Regions from separate parts of the Sus scrofa genome. Here all the other regions are linked to region 1. A link is a contact called in public HiChIP or PLAC-seq data. All regions are on one chromosome and are shown on one strand. Each heading gives the region's core, a stretch centred on a gene start, on an enhancer-like site or on the middle of the called end of the contact. The rest is flanking DNA. Distances are from core to core; before and after follow the strand shown. Region 1 holds the start of SGK1 (serum/glucocorticoid regulated kinase 1). Region 2 has its middle 140 kb from the start of SGK1. Region 3 has its middle 150 kb from the start of SGK1.

Evidence for each region. HiChIP or PLAC-seq counts read pairs in DNA pulled down with a chosen protein or histone mark.
Region 2: a contact with region 1 is called in an H3K27ac HiChIP or PLAC-seq map of alveolar macrophages. The contact joins the enhancer-like site here to the promoter of SGK1 in region 1. A contact is called at or near these places in 6 of 47 Hi-C or Micro-C datasets (blood, brain, embryonic fibroblasts and 2 more) and 2 of 2 datasets of contacts at active chromatin or transcription factors (alveolar macrophages and skeletal muscle).
Region 3: an H3K27ac HiChIP or PLAC-seq map of alveolar macrophages shows a contact between it and region 1. The contact joins the enhancer-like site here to the promoter of SGK1 in region 1. A contact is called at or near these places in 1 of 5 promoter capture datasets (liver), 4 of 47 Hi-C or Micro-C datasets (embryonic fibroblasts, heart right ventricle, retroperitoneal adipose tissue and 1 more) and 1 of 2 datasets of contacts at active chromatin or transcription factors (alveolar macrophages).

The regions. Positions count from the first base shown.
Region 1 is chr1:29,745,655-29,749,982 of Sscrofa11.1, reverse strand. SGK1 (serum/glucocorticoid regulated kinase 1) reads right to left here and starts at 2,088. Exons shown (of 12, transcript NM_001244459.1): 1 at 1,960-2,088; 2 at 1,749-1,824; 3 at 1,218-1,293; 4 at 702-806; 5 at 514-597; 6 at 267-398; 7 at 1-3. The coding sequence starts at 2,035.
Region 2 is chr1:29,610,393-29,614,800 of Sscrofa11.1, reverse strand. No RefSeq gene overlaps it. Among named protein-coding and RNA genes, the nearest start is that of SGK1, 140 kb to the left of the region's middle. Within about 2 kb of position 2,615, at least 7 of the 83 cell types and tissues checked have an H3K27ac peak or open chromatin away from gene starts, as enhancers often do. A contact at or near this core is called in alveolar macrophages, embryonic fibroblasts and retroperitoneal adipose tissue, where this site is marked.
Region 3 is chr1:29,592,379-29,596,559 of Sscrofa11.1, reverse strand. No RefSeq gene overlaps it. Among named protein-coding and RNA genes, the nearest start is that of SGK1, 150 kb to the left of the region's middle. Within about 2 kb of position 1,414, at least 9 of the 83 cell types and tissues checked have an H3K27ac peak or open chromatin away from gene starts, as enhancers often do. A contact at or near this core is called in alveolar macrophages, embryonic fibroblasts and retroperitoneal adipose tissue, where this site is marked.

The sequences.
Region 1 (4,328 bases), core at 839-3,338:
CAACTGCAAGAGACAAAACAGAGTTAGCAGAGCTGCCAAAGCCTGAGGACAATGCCTAGAATTAGTCTTGACATATATAGCTAAAGAGGACAATGGCAGGAAGCGGCCCTAAATAGTCTATTAACTATTTGAAAGCTGGCTAAAAGCAGGTTCAAAGGGAATGTTCATTCTGATAACTTTTCCCCCCACTGAGTATCTTTTCAACACTTTCCTCTCAGCAGGCTGCCCACAGACACCCAAGGTCACCTCCTAACACCTCTGCTCACCTCTCCACCGTTAATGTAGTCTAGGACAAAGTACAGTTTGTCAGCAGTCTGGAAAGAGAAATGAAGGCCCACCAGGAAAGGGTGTTTCACATTCTTCAGGAGAACATTCCGCTCCGACATAATGTGCTTTTCCTATGAAAAGGACAATGAAGAGTTAGTGGCAAATTGCAACTCGGCTCCAAAGATTCCAAGGTAAAGTCTGTGAATGTCTTATCTCCAACTTCCACCCACCAAGCCCAACTCATACCTCCTTCTTTTTCAGGATCGCCTTCTTTTGTAAAACTTTGACTGCATAGAATGCTTCTTCTGCTTTGTGTCTTGCTAGAAGAACCTGAAATTTAAATTAAAAGTCAATTTTGCTGGCCACATTCAGGGAGTATGTAAAATGAGCATACGAAGGACTGCAAATAATGAAAAATTCAGATGTGAAATTACCTTTCCAAAACTGCCCTTCCCAATCACTTTCAAGAAGTGAAAGTCAGACGGTTTAGCATGAGGATTGGAAGATGGGCCCAGGTTGATTTGCTGAGAAGGACTTGGCTGGAAAATAAAATGTTTTCTTTTAATAGCCTTGCTTCAAAGGAAGATTATCAGTTATACAGTACAGGCAATGTAAAGGAGAATACATCTACAGATGACTGAGGCAGGTCCCCATATATCTATAAACACATTCCAAACTACTTTTCATCTATACATGTGACTATCGTATGGAAATTGTACAGTCGTGCTATTGTTAAACAGAAAATACCCTTATGAAATATGCCTTTTAAAATACTCCACTGACTCATACTTAAGTGCTTACTTATGTCACTTGTTTGCCATGCACTAATGAGGCATTCCTGCCTTGACACTAACTTCTAGAAATGCTGTTTTAACTCAACAATGTAGGAAGACTTATATGACTCATTTACAAGATTTCTCCATTGATGCATCACAACAGAGGACACTTACAGGAGGAGAAGGGTTGGCATTCATAAGCTCAGGCTCCTGAGGTTGAGAGATTTTCAAAATGGACTGAACTTCAGAGCTGCAAAGAAAGGAAGAAGTTAGAACCTGCTCGCTCTCCACAAGGGGGCAGAACAACACCAACAGTGAATTTCTGGCTCAACTTTTCCGGAGAATTCAGTGTTTCAACTAAAAACATCCAAATCAACTACTCAGCTAAAGAAAATAATCGCCAAAGAAAAGAATAAACCCAGTTAACTACAGAGAGGACGGTTGTCCTTTGTGGAGAGAGGGGATTAATTAGGCACACATGAAAGTTTCCTCTTGAATTTCTAGAACAAGCCCAATCAGCTAATTAATTCTAATGTTTCAAATGTTTTAAATAATTAGAACCTAAAGAGAAAACGGACCCGCCCCCTCCCCCCCAGAAAGTCTTTAGCATCCTGATCCATATACTGATGAGAATGTGTCTTCACTACTGGTAAATGGAAAATTTTACTACTTATGTTTATTTTCCCAAATCGCCCCCCAACTTACTGTTTGCATGCATAGGAATTATTGGCAATCTTCTGAATAAAGTCGTTCAGGCCCATCCTTCTCTGTTTCATGAAAGCTGTGAATTAGAGAGGAGAAATACATGTTTAGACGGTATTGTAACATCCAACGCCACGCACACTAATCTGATCCGGGACTTTGCAAAATTTCCACTTCGCGAAACCTAGAAATCCAGCCGTATTCCTACACTCACCGATGAGAATTGCTACCATTCCCCTCATTCTGGAGTAAGTGAGTGTGTTCCTAGCAGCCTCGGTTTTCACTGTCATCGTCACAGAGAACAGGGAGTTGCTAGCGAAGGGAGACCTGCTCAGCCAACACTGCGCTCCCGCACTGCCACCGCCTTTATAAGCGTTTTGTCGCCGCGGGGGCGGGGCCCACGCAACAATGAGGAAGTGGCGCTGCCTGGCCCCGCCCCGGCCCCGCCCCCGGCTGCCTGCGGCTCGACCGGCGGCGAAGCGGCTGGCTGCGGGCGGTTCCGCCCCCGGTCAGAGGACCATCCGCGAGCAGAAGAGGGGGGGGAAGCGGGGACCGCCTGGGGAGGGCCAGGCGCGGGGCTGTTATCGGCTTCCCTCGGCTCCCGAGCCGGAGAGAGGGAAACCGCAAAAGAAGGGGGTGGGGAGCGAGGGAGCGGCCGGAGTAATTTTCCACCTTTCTCATTTATTCCGCTCGGCGAGGAAATCAGAGTCTAGGCAAATCAGGAAATCTGAGCGCTTTCGGCTCGGTGCGCGGCGATCGGGGTGGCTCGGTGCCCGCTCTAGTTTCTCAAGCCCTTAGTTCGGATTCACCCCGAGCCCTGGCTCCGACCCTGACCCTCTCCCTTAATTCGCGCAGCAGCCTCCGCAGCGCTTGCCGGGCGGCTGTGCACCACCAACCCGGGTTATCTCTCCCGCGCAGGGCGGCAGCGCCGGGCGAGGGCAGCTCAGCGTGCCCTTATCTTCAGGGTCAGTGTGGGGCCAGGGCTCCCGGCCGGTCCCCCCGTTCCCGCCGCCCTCCTACCCCGGCCCCAGCCCGCCACCCTCAGTACAACCCCAAATACCCAGCCCCACTCGCCAGGTCCGAGCAACTAGTGGATGAGTGGGGGAGAAAAGTCCCCAGAGTGCCGGCAGCGGTCCTTACCTAGTCCGGTCAGAAGGAAGGACTCACTCCTTTTCTGCACCTCGGCCCTCTTTTTGTGGCGGGGCCGGAGCAGGGACTCGAGCCGGGTCCTGGCCAGTGCGCCCTGCATCTCCCCCATGGGCAGCGGCGGCGGGGCGCGCAGCGGGCGAGGGCGACAAGAGAACACTGACGTTTCCTTGAAGGAGCCGCCGTGACTCAGGCCGGGCAAGATTTCCTGCCCAGAGTCCCAAAACAAACAAATGGCCCTTGTGCACGGCCGAGCCGCTTCCGAAAACGCCTTTTTTGTGCTTTTGGCCAAAGCCAAGCAAGGCTGAAAAATCCCAGAACTTGGAAGAGGAGGAAGGAAGGAAAGAAAGAGGGAAGGGGGAGGGAGAGGTCAGGAATGTGGAGGGGAGGGGGCGGAAATAAAATTCGTCTCTGCACTAAAGTGGAAAAAAAAATCTGCATTTCAGTCCCCCCCCCCAAGTAATCTTTGGGAACATTCTGTCCGTTGGGCATATGCTTTTTTTCCTTGCATTTTTAATCCCCGTCATGCCAAGAACACGTGAAGAGATGGCAAGTTAGGGGACCGACCTGGCGTGACCCCGGGACGCCGCGGAGTCGGCAACTGGGCAGCTTCGACTCCCGAGGTTCCCTCTCCCACTCCCCCACCAGAAAACTCCGTGAGGCTGTATCCCATTGTCTTCAAATCCTTCAGTTTAGGCTCCTCTTCCCTGCCCCTCCTTCGGTTTATTTCAAGCAGGGCTGACCCAGGAGCCTTCTTAATAGTTTTCCACCTTGCTCTCTCAAGTCCCAGATAACTGTGACTCCTCAACTCCTCAAAGATTAGCCGGTGCCTCCGCTCCAGAAAGCAAAGGAGGGAGGGAAGCTCTGCAGAGCAGCGGTGCCATGCCTTCCAGTAACCCCGCCGCTGCGAGATGCTGGGAGCTGCAGTCTGACCGCTGGGGCCAGGACTCCAGCCAGCGCCGGCCGGCGAAGCCACGAGCGCAACGAATGGGCCAGGAGAGGAGAGAAGGCTGCAAGTGACTATATTTGCAGGGCCAGGTACCTGGCGCCTGTCAGTGCTGTCTGCAGTGGCTGCCCTGCCATGACCCCTTGCCGCCATCGGTCCTGCCATGTTAGAGGTGCCTACTGGATCGATACACTCTGAAATACCAGCTGTCAAACCAAGAATAGCATCTGAAGCTGGTTTTTCTTTGGTTCTGGGCAGGAATTTATTTTGCAGGCACAACCATCTCATTTGTCCTAATGTGATCTGCAACCTCACTTGCTTCTTGGTTTGGTCAGTTACAACAGCCCCAAACTGACAGAAGAAAACACACATCCTCTCTCCTGGAGACTGGCTGGGAAATCTTGCTCTGCACCTATTCTTAAAAAAGCACTATTGCCTGAAACTGATGTTCTAACCTAAAGCAAGGCTTAGGAAACTCCAAATCACAGTAA
Region 2 (4,408 bases), core at 1,366-3,865, 140 kb after region 1:
CTTTTCTAGGGCTGCTGCCACGGCATATGAAGTTTCCCAGGCTAGGGGTCTAATCGGAGCTACAACTGTTGTCCTACACCAGAGCCACAGCAATGCGGGATCCGAGCTGCGTCTGCAACCTACACCACAGCTCACGGCAACACCAGATCCTTAACCCACTGAGCAAGGGCAGGGACCGAACCTGCAACCTCATGGTTCTTAGTCGGATTCGTTAACCACTGCACCATGACGGGAACTCCAAAACTTCCATTTCTAAGGGTCTACATGTGAAGTGGTATTTGTTTAGTCTACCGATATAAATCACCACTATTTGGGTGAGGAAGGAGATACAGTCTAAATGAAAGACAATGAGTTTCACCTCTTTATCTCAAGGATTCAATATATATATATTTAAATCAACATCAGAGTAATAGTGAAACAATGGATTATTGTACCAGAGGTAGTGGGGTCTAATGGCTAAGAATGATAACACCCACCTTTGAATATCTTCACCGTTTCCTAGCTCTGTTATGTGGGACCCATGATTTAAGCCTTCCAAGCTTGTTTCTGGAATTTAAAGATGAGATAATAGTGGTACCTACCTCTTTGAGTTCTTAAAATAATTGAAAGGTACCTGTGAATTGTTTAACAGGGTGCTTCACACACTGTATGAAATCAGTAAGGGCTGGCTATTGTTACTGTTAACTGAAAACATTCAGGGAGGACGTTCTCATTGAAACCGGTGGCTACAAAAAAGCATTCAGAACAAGGGAGGCAGGATGTATCCTGAGTGTTCCGTTGGGGGCTGGACAGTTTTTTTTTTTTTTTTTTTTTTTTTTTGCATGTGCAAGTTTCCAGGCTAGGAGTAGAATCAGAGCTACAGCTGCCAGCCTATGCCATAGCCATGACAACATGACAACTTGGGATCTGAGCAGCATCTGTGACCTACAGAACAGCTCACGGCAATGCCTGATCTTTAACCCACTGATCAAGGCCAGGGATCGAACCTGCATCCTCATGGATACTAGCTGAGGTCGTTACTGCTGAGCCACAACAGGAACTCTGTTTGCTTGTTTGTTTGTTTGTTTTTGTCAACAGTGGGAACTCCTGGACTGTACGTTCATAGGACTGTGGACCTAGTTTCCAGAGGGTTCTGAGGATATTAACCCAAAGCAATCATTTGCAAGTAAAAATTTTCTTTAAGTCATGTTTTATCCTTTTAAAAATTTATGCGAATTTCATATTATATTCTATAATACACACTTGTAGGTGTTAACATAAGAGTAATACATTCCAAATTCTCAAGTACAATTTCTGCTCCTAGGGGCTGAGACCTACTTCTTCTGTGGCTTTTGGCACTTTGTCCTTTATGCCAGATGGAGAATCACAAGGGGGGATGAAAAAGAAGTCACATGCCGGCTGGAGGCAGGAGTTTATGTTGGACCTGGGGATAACTTTATAAAAAGGATGTTAAATGCAATATTCTAGTAGCATCCACCACAGTAGGTACTACATTGTGAGTGCTTTATAACTACCAGACACTGGGTTAGGCACTTTATAAACATTTCATTAAATCCTCACAATATCTGTGCACCAGCTGCTATCGTCTGCCTTTGTGGAGGAGAACATAGCAGTGGAAAGATGGGAGTCCAGAGGCAATGAGACTAGGATGTTAATGGGTCTGATTTCGATGTGATGATAATTTGGTGCAAGAGGGTAGCCATGCAAAGTCTTAAAAACACACTTTGGAGTTCCCATTGTGACACAGAGGAAACAATTCCAAGTATCCGTGAGGATGCGGGTTTGATCCCTAGCCTCACTGGGTGGGTTAGGGATCCCACGTTGCTGTGAGCTGTGGTATAGGTCAAAGATGCGGCTCAGATCCTGAGTTGCTGTGGTTGTGGCTGGAGCTGTAGCATGGGCCAGCAGCTATAGCTCCAATTTGACCCTAGCCTGGGAACTTCCATGTGCTTCAAGTGCAGCCCTAAAAAGCAAAAAAACAAAGCACGTGTTTTATTTTTTTCACTCAACAAAGACGTATTGAATGTCTGCTATACACCTGACAATGGTGAATAAGACACTGTTGTTGCTCAAAGCTGGACAGAAAGTTTGACTGGCAATCCTGGGGCTGTATGATGATTTTGGTGATAATACATTCAGGGTGTCTGGGAGCCCATAGGCAGTGACTTTGAGGATCTAGAGTATCTTTCATAGACATGGAGAGATGTTTTGAAGAATAGGTTTTTTTTTTTTTTTTTTTTTTTTTTTTTTAATCTTTTTGCCTTTTCTAGGGCCGCTCCCGTGGTATATGGAGGTTCCCAGGCTAGGGGTCAAATCGGAGCTGTAGCCATCGGCCTACACCAGAGCCACAGCAACTCGGGATCGGAGCTGCATCTGCGACCTACACCACAGCTCACGGCAACGCCAGATCCTTAACCCAGTGATTGAGGCCAGGGATCAAACCTGCAACCTCATGGTTCCTAGTCAGATTCGCTAACCACTGAGCCACCACGGGAACTCTGAAGAATAGAATTTTTAACTGAATGCAGGGCGTGATAGAATGTGATGGTGGCTAAAAACAAAGACTCTGATGACAGATTACTTGGGTTTAATTCTTCCCTCTTCACTGAGTTCTAGCAATGTGACCTGGAAAAAGTTACTTAATTCCGTTCTTTAGTTTCCTCATCTCAAAATGGAGATAAAAATATATTACCCCATAGAGTTTTTGTGAAGATTGAAATGAGTCAGTATATGAATTTTGAAATATGTCCTCACCCGTGAGAAGTTTTGGGCAATTATTTGCTTGTTGCTATGGGAAGTTGAAACAGAGGGAAGTTATGCAAACACGCAACGAGCTGGTGCTTACAGACATGTTCATCAAAGAATCAATATTTTTGAGGTTTTTCTCACTGTTATAGACCTCCTGTCCTCGCCCTAATGTTTAGGCCAGGTCAAAACTTGAATCTTGTTAGGGCTAGGTCGGCTAAGGAACTGAGTGAGTCTGTCAGGGACTGAGGTGACTGGGGCCCCCTGAAAAGGGGGCTGCTACTCAGCCCCAGCAAATTGTCACCCATGGAAATGACAGTCTGGGGATGCTGGATCTTCTGACATTTTAGAGAAACTGAACAACCATATATTTATGAAAAATTTTTCTAATTTTTAAAACTCTCTCGAGAGACAAAAAAAATTGTGTGTAGGCTGGATCCATCCTTTTGAGGCCTCTTGCTAGGTTTATGGTTGCCTCCAGGAATATATAATAGCTTTTTCTTTCAAATTTCCTACCAAAAAAAGAGGAATAGAGAAGTTGATGGACTCTGGGAAGATAATTTCAAAAAGGCTGTGGGTTTCTCAAGTCTGGGCCCTGGGGCCATCCAGGCAGAGTAGCTTTTCCGCATAGTGTAAACTGGGGTAGAACTGTGAGTGTGTGTGTGTGTGTGTGTGTGTGTGTGTGTGTCTAGGGAGCTGGTTATTAAATGCCCCACAGATGGTGGCATTTATTGTACTCTTAGTGTCAGGGAACAACTCACACTGGTTACACACGTAAATGACTATTTTTAGTACCATTCAGACGCTTATTGCTTTACCCTCAGACATACTCTTCAATATGGAAGAACTAAATGTAGCTAAAAGGGATGACATTTATTGATAACTTATGTGAAAAGTAACATTTCAGACTGTAATTTCAACGAAGATGCATTCTACAACCACTGAGCATCAAGCATCTGGTCCTATTTGTGACAAACACTGTGACTATGTTGGGGTTCAATGTGGGGTGGTGAATTTCAGGGCATGAAACTTTGATCTAATGAGCCTATGGCTTTATCAAATGATCTAATTAGCAAAACCTCATCGCCAAAACAAGAAACAACAAAATTGACCATAATTTTATTCAGGTAGTTCAAGTAGAGAATAAAATGAACCACTAAGGAGTTCTCAGCACTAACAAACCCAACTAGGATCCATAAGGACATGGGTTTGATTCCTGGCCTCGCTCAGTGGGCTAAGAATCCAGAGTTGTCATGAGCTGTGGTGCAGGTCACAGATGTGGCTTGAATCCCACATTGCTGTAGCTGTAGCGTAGGCCAGAAGTTGTAGCTCCAATTTGACCCCTAGCCCAGGAACTTCCATATGCCATGAATGCAGCCCTAAAAAGACTATATATATAATAAAAAATAAAATGAACCACCCAAAAGTCATTGTACTTACCCTCTGTCTGAAAAGAAATCTGCGGTCAAACCAGCCTTTAATAGCACTTTAAATTTAATACCACTGCCTTCAGCTTTTGCTTATTCTATGGAATCCTGTAACTCCATAAATTCAACTTTCCTGAAAAATCAGACTAAATAGCCACATTTAATAATCGGTAATAATGACAGCATTTTTTCCTACTCAAATTTACATCTTGAATATACAATATAATTTTGAAGAT
Region 3 (4,181 bases), core at 165-2,664, 150 kb after region 1:
TGGCTGGCTGATGACCTTCAGCATGATCTGCTCCCATCACACCAGGCACCTGCTTGCTTCCTATCGCCTCGCCCGTCTAACTCACGCTGTCTTTGAGTTTTATATAGTACAAGATACTATTTCATGCTTTCATTTGCACCTGCTGTTTTCTTTGCTTCCAAGAAAGCCCTGCCCCTCTTCTTCCTTCACTTTCCTTTTCCCCAAAGATTGCCTGGTGTCCTCCTATTTCTCCTTCAGAACCAGCTCAGATGTCAGTTTCTGCAGGATTCCTGACACCTCCACGATTAAAAGCCCTTTCCTTTTGCTATTTCTTCATCCTTCTCAAACTTTATGTTGTGTCAGATGATTTGTTCATTTTGTTTATATAATCTCTTTCACTCCTAAGTTTGATGAGAGCAAAGTCCATCTTTTGTTTTGTTTTTTTGGGGGGTTTTTGTTTGGTTTGGTTTTTTGCTTTTTTTTTTTTAGGGCTGCTCCCTCGGCACATGGAGTTTCCCAGGCTAGGGGTCGAAATGGAGCTGTAGCTGCCAGGCTACACCGCAGTCACAGTAACGCAATATCCGAGCCCAGTCTACGACCTACACCCCACTCACTGCAATGCCCCATCCCCAACCCACTGAGCAAGGCCAGGGATCAAACCCACAGCCTCATGGTTACTAATCGGATTAACTTCTATTGTGCCACAATGGGAACTTCTCCATCTTTTTATTTGTCTTTATTTCCCCAGTAATTAGACAGGGGCTGGTACATCATAAACAATCATTATTTATTGTATGAATAAGTCCGAGATTTTAGACTTAGCAATTATTCAATATTCAATAAATTTCAATGTATTCAATTAAAATACATTATTCAATACATTTCGAAAAACCTGAGCTCTCAGCTGCACTATAGGATGAATTTTCTAAGTAGTAGTGCTCTTTCTAGAGCCATGGCTTTGAGATCCAAAACAGGACTGTGCATAATCATTTTAGCTCCTTGCTAGGGCTTTGCTCCTATAATGATTTATGGTTATATCTTTCAATTTTTCCATTCTATTCCTGTGGTAAACTCCTCAGAATGCTCAGTCAGGCAAAGGAAACAAACACAGTAAAGTCTGATTTAAACTTTCTTGTTCTCTTGGCTCTTCCAGTCAGAATAAGAAAGAAGTTACAGAAGTTAGTAGGGTACAAGTATTTTTACAGAGAATGACATGACCACACCGTCAGTGATAAAGCAGAAACGGGAAAATTCTGCTTCAGAGGACGTGGTGGAGAGAAGCTCCCTTCACAGTCTCCATCAACAAGAGTCTTTGGGTACCTGCTAATTCTGTGATTCATGTCTCTATTTGATGTGAAGTGTTACAGTCATCTGCTCCTTCTTGATCTCATGAATAAATAAATCCTTCCTTGGAAACAGAGAAGTGGACGGATTGCCACTAACCCTCAGAGACTTCACTGAACTGGGAGTGACTCATTCCACGTGGCGTCAAGCCTCTTTCTTTGACTAATGTCTCATTGAAGTTGTGCAAGTGACTAACAGATGGGAAAGTTTTCTGGAGAAAGTTGGTTGTTTGTAAGTTTAAGTCTGTTTGAAGAGTCCCTGGTATCGGCTCTTGAATTGCTCTGCTTTTTATTTGGATCAGGCATTGGTTTTTTTTTTTTTGTTTTTTTTTTGTTTTTTTTTGTCTTTTGTCTTTTTTGTTGTTGTTGTTGCTATTTCTTGGGCCGCTCCGCGGCATATGGAGGTTCCCAGGCCAGGGGTTGAATCGGAGCTGTAGCCACCGGCCTATGCCAGAGCCACAGCAACGCGGGATCCGAGCCGCGTCTGCAACCTACACCACAGCTCACGGCAACGCCGGATCCTTAACCCACTGAGCAAGGCCAGGGACCGAACCCACAACCTCATGGTTCCTAGTCGGATTCGTTAACCGCTGCGCCACCACAGGAACTCCCTGGATCAGGCATTGTTAATTCAAACTTGGTTTAAAACGGCCCTAAAGGTTTAGATTTGCTCTTTTCTCTCAAGTGTGAAAGACAAGAACTTCTGTCTTTAAACAAATTCTGCAGGTCAAGAGATTTTCATTAAAATAAAGCGGTAGCCTCTAAGTATGTGACTATTTTAAGAGTATTAAATGGAGTAAATGGAGTTTGCCATCCTTAGAACATGGCTCCTGGATCAAGACCTCTTGAGAACAGGGATCCTGTCTTAGCTGTTATTAGTATTTTTTGTTTACTGCTCCCCCCTCCATTATTGAGTTCCACCCTAAGTCTCTGCTTTGGGTTAGTAACATCCTCTCTGGCCTCCTTTGGAATAGCATTTCCTAGTGTGAGTCTGGTATTTACTTTTCTTAAAAACATTGGTTAAAAAATATTTTTCTTCTTCTCTTAAGGACCTCGACACGAGACTTCAAAAAATAAAAAAAATAAAAAAAAATAAAGGAGAGGAATTCTAGATTATCACTGCTAAGAGGCAGCCCATTTATAGACACACATTTAAATCCATGAGCTCATACAGATATCTCTGTTTCTGATGCAACACTATAGGATGTATTCTACCTAAACTTCCCTTCTCCTAATTTGTAACTCTTCTTTTCCAACAGTGAGAAACCTTTCTTTTATTATCCACTGTAGATTTACTTTTGGTTCAACATAAGACAGTTTCAGGATTGCTAACCCACACCCCCTGAGAGATGCAGTGTATATGTGTACATAGTTGAATACAAACTGTTAGTATACAGATAAAATACTATTTCCCCGGAGTCACTCAGGTTAATGCTCTTGTTCCCCACCCCCTTCAGTGTGGGTTTGTTATTTACTTGTAAAGCAGTGAAGTTCCTTTCTTAATGTTTGTTCTCCATTTCACCCCGCCTCCCCATCACTAGGTTTAGATTATCCCTTCTAGTAGGATTGGGATCACACAAGCTTTTCAACTTCTTTTTACCTTTTCCCTCGCCCTCATTTCCTGGTCTCATTTTCATAGGAGTGTTCAGTTAAGAGAAAAACTGGTTTTAAGGCTCCTCCCTAATCCTTTTAATTTGGGAAGAGATTGAAATGAATAGTCAAAAGGCTAAAAGGTTGGTGGTGGGTGGGTAGAGGAACAGTGGCCAGGAGCAAGAATCATTTATAAAACAGATAACAGATTTCAGTAGAATTGAGGGTCAAAATATGCATACTGATTTAGCAATAATACAATGAAGAAGGGTCACGCCCTTAACCTCCAACCTGGGTTGTTTGGTGGGGCTTAATCAGTGCCAGGAAACTCATCCAACTACCATGCTTTTAGAATTAGCAGGCTCTTGCCTAAGTGAGCCTTTGGGGTTGGCAGGCCCTCATTCCCAGTAAAGCTGAGCTACGTATTCTATTTCTTTAGTGTGTTCATTCATTCATTTAATTACCTATTGACAGACACAGAGCTGGGCTCTTATTCTGTGTGAAGGACTTTGCAGGAAAGAGCGGGGTCATCCAGCATCCTTCTGACCAATTCCACTGTCTCTGTTTGTGACCATCCTAAATGGTCATAGAATATTTGGGAGCTAAGCAAATAGAAGTCATTATGTTCAGAGGTAACCATTCAAAGAAAAAGAAAAAACAAAACAAAACAAACCAAAAATCCTCAAGCTTTCCGAAGAGGAAGTTGTTTTGAAAATCTCATGCCCTACTGTCTCTAGACTTTAGGGAGAGGGCCAGCTACCTACAGGCCTGCCTTCGTGCTCTTCCCCAAGGCAGTTCCAACAGCCCAGCCCAGACATGTACTTGAGTCCAGGTAAACAGTGTTCTCCAATTAATTGGGGGAAAAATACCCTGGTGGCAGAGCTGGGAAAGCATGGGTTGGTAGAGTGAAGGCGAGTCATCAGGCAGGTCACAACAAGGCCAATGCAAATTCTACAGTGTTTGTTTCTCTTGAATGCTATTCTGAGCACAGTAAACAGGACTGGCAAACAAAGACTGCAAACAACAAGAGCAATGTCAAAAGTGCTCCGGGTAGGAGTAAGAACTAGGTTATCATAAACACCCACGTTTAGAGGCTTAAGGTACAGTTGAAGAACAGGATTAAAGCTGAAAACTTTATTTATTTTTATTTTTATTTTTTTATTACTCAAATGAATGTATCACATCTGTAGTTGTGTAATGATCATAACAATTCAATTTCACAGGATCTCCAAAAGCTGCCAACTTTATAACCCAGATATTGATAACATC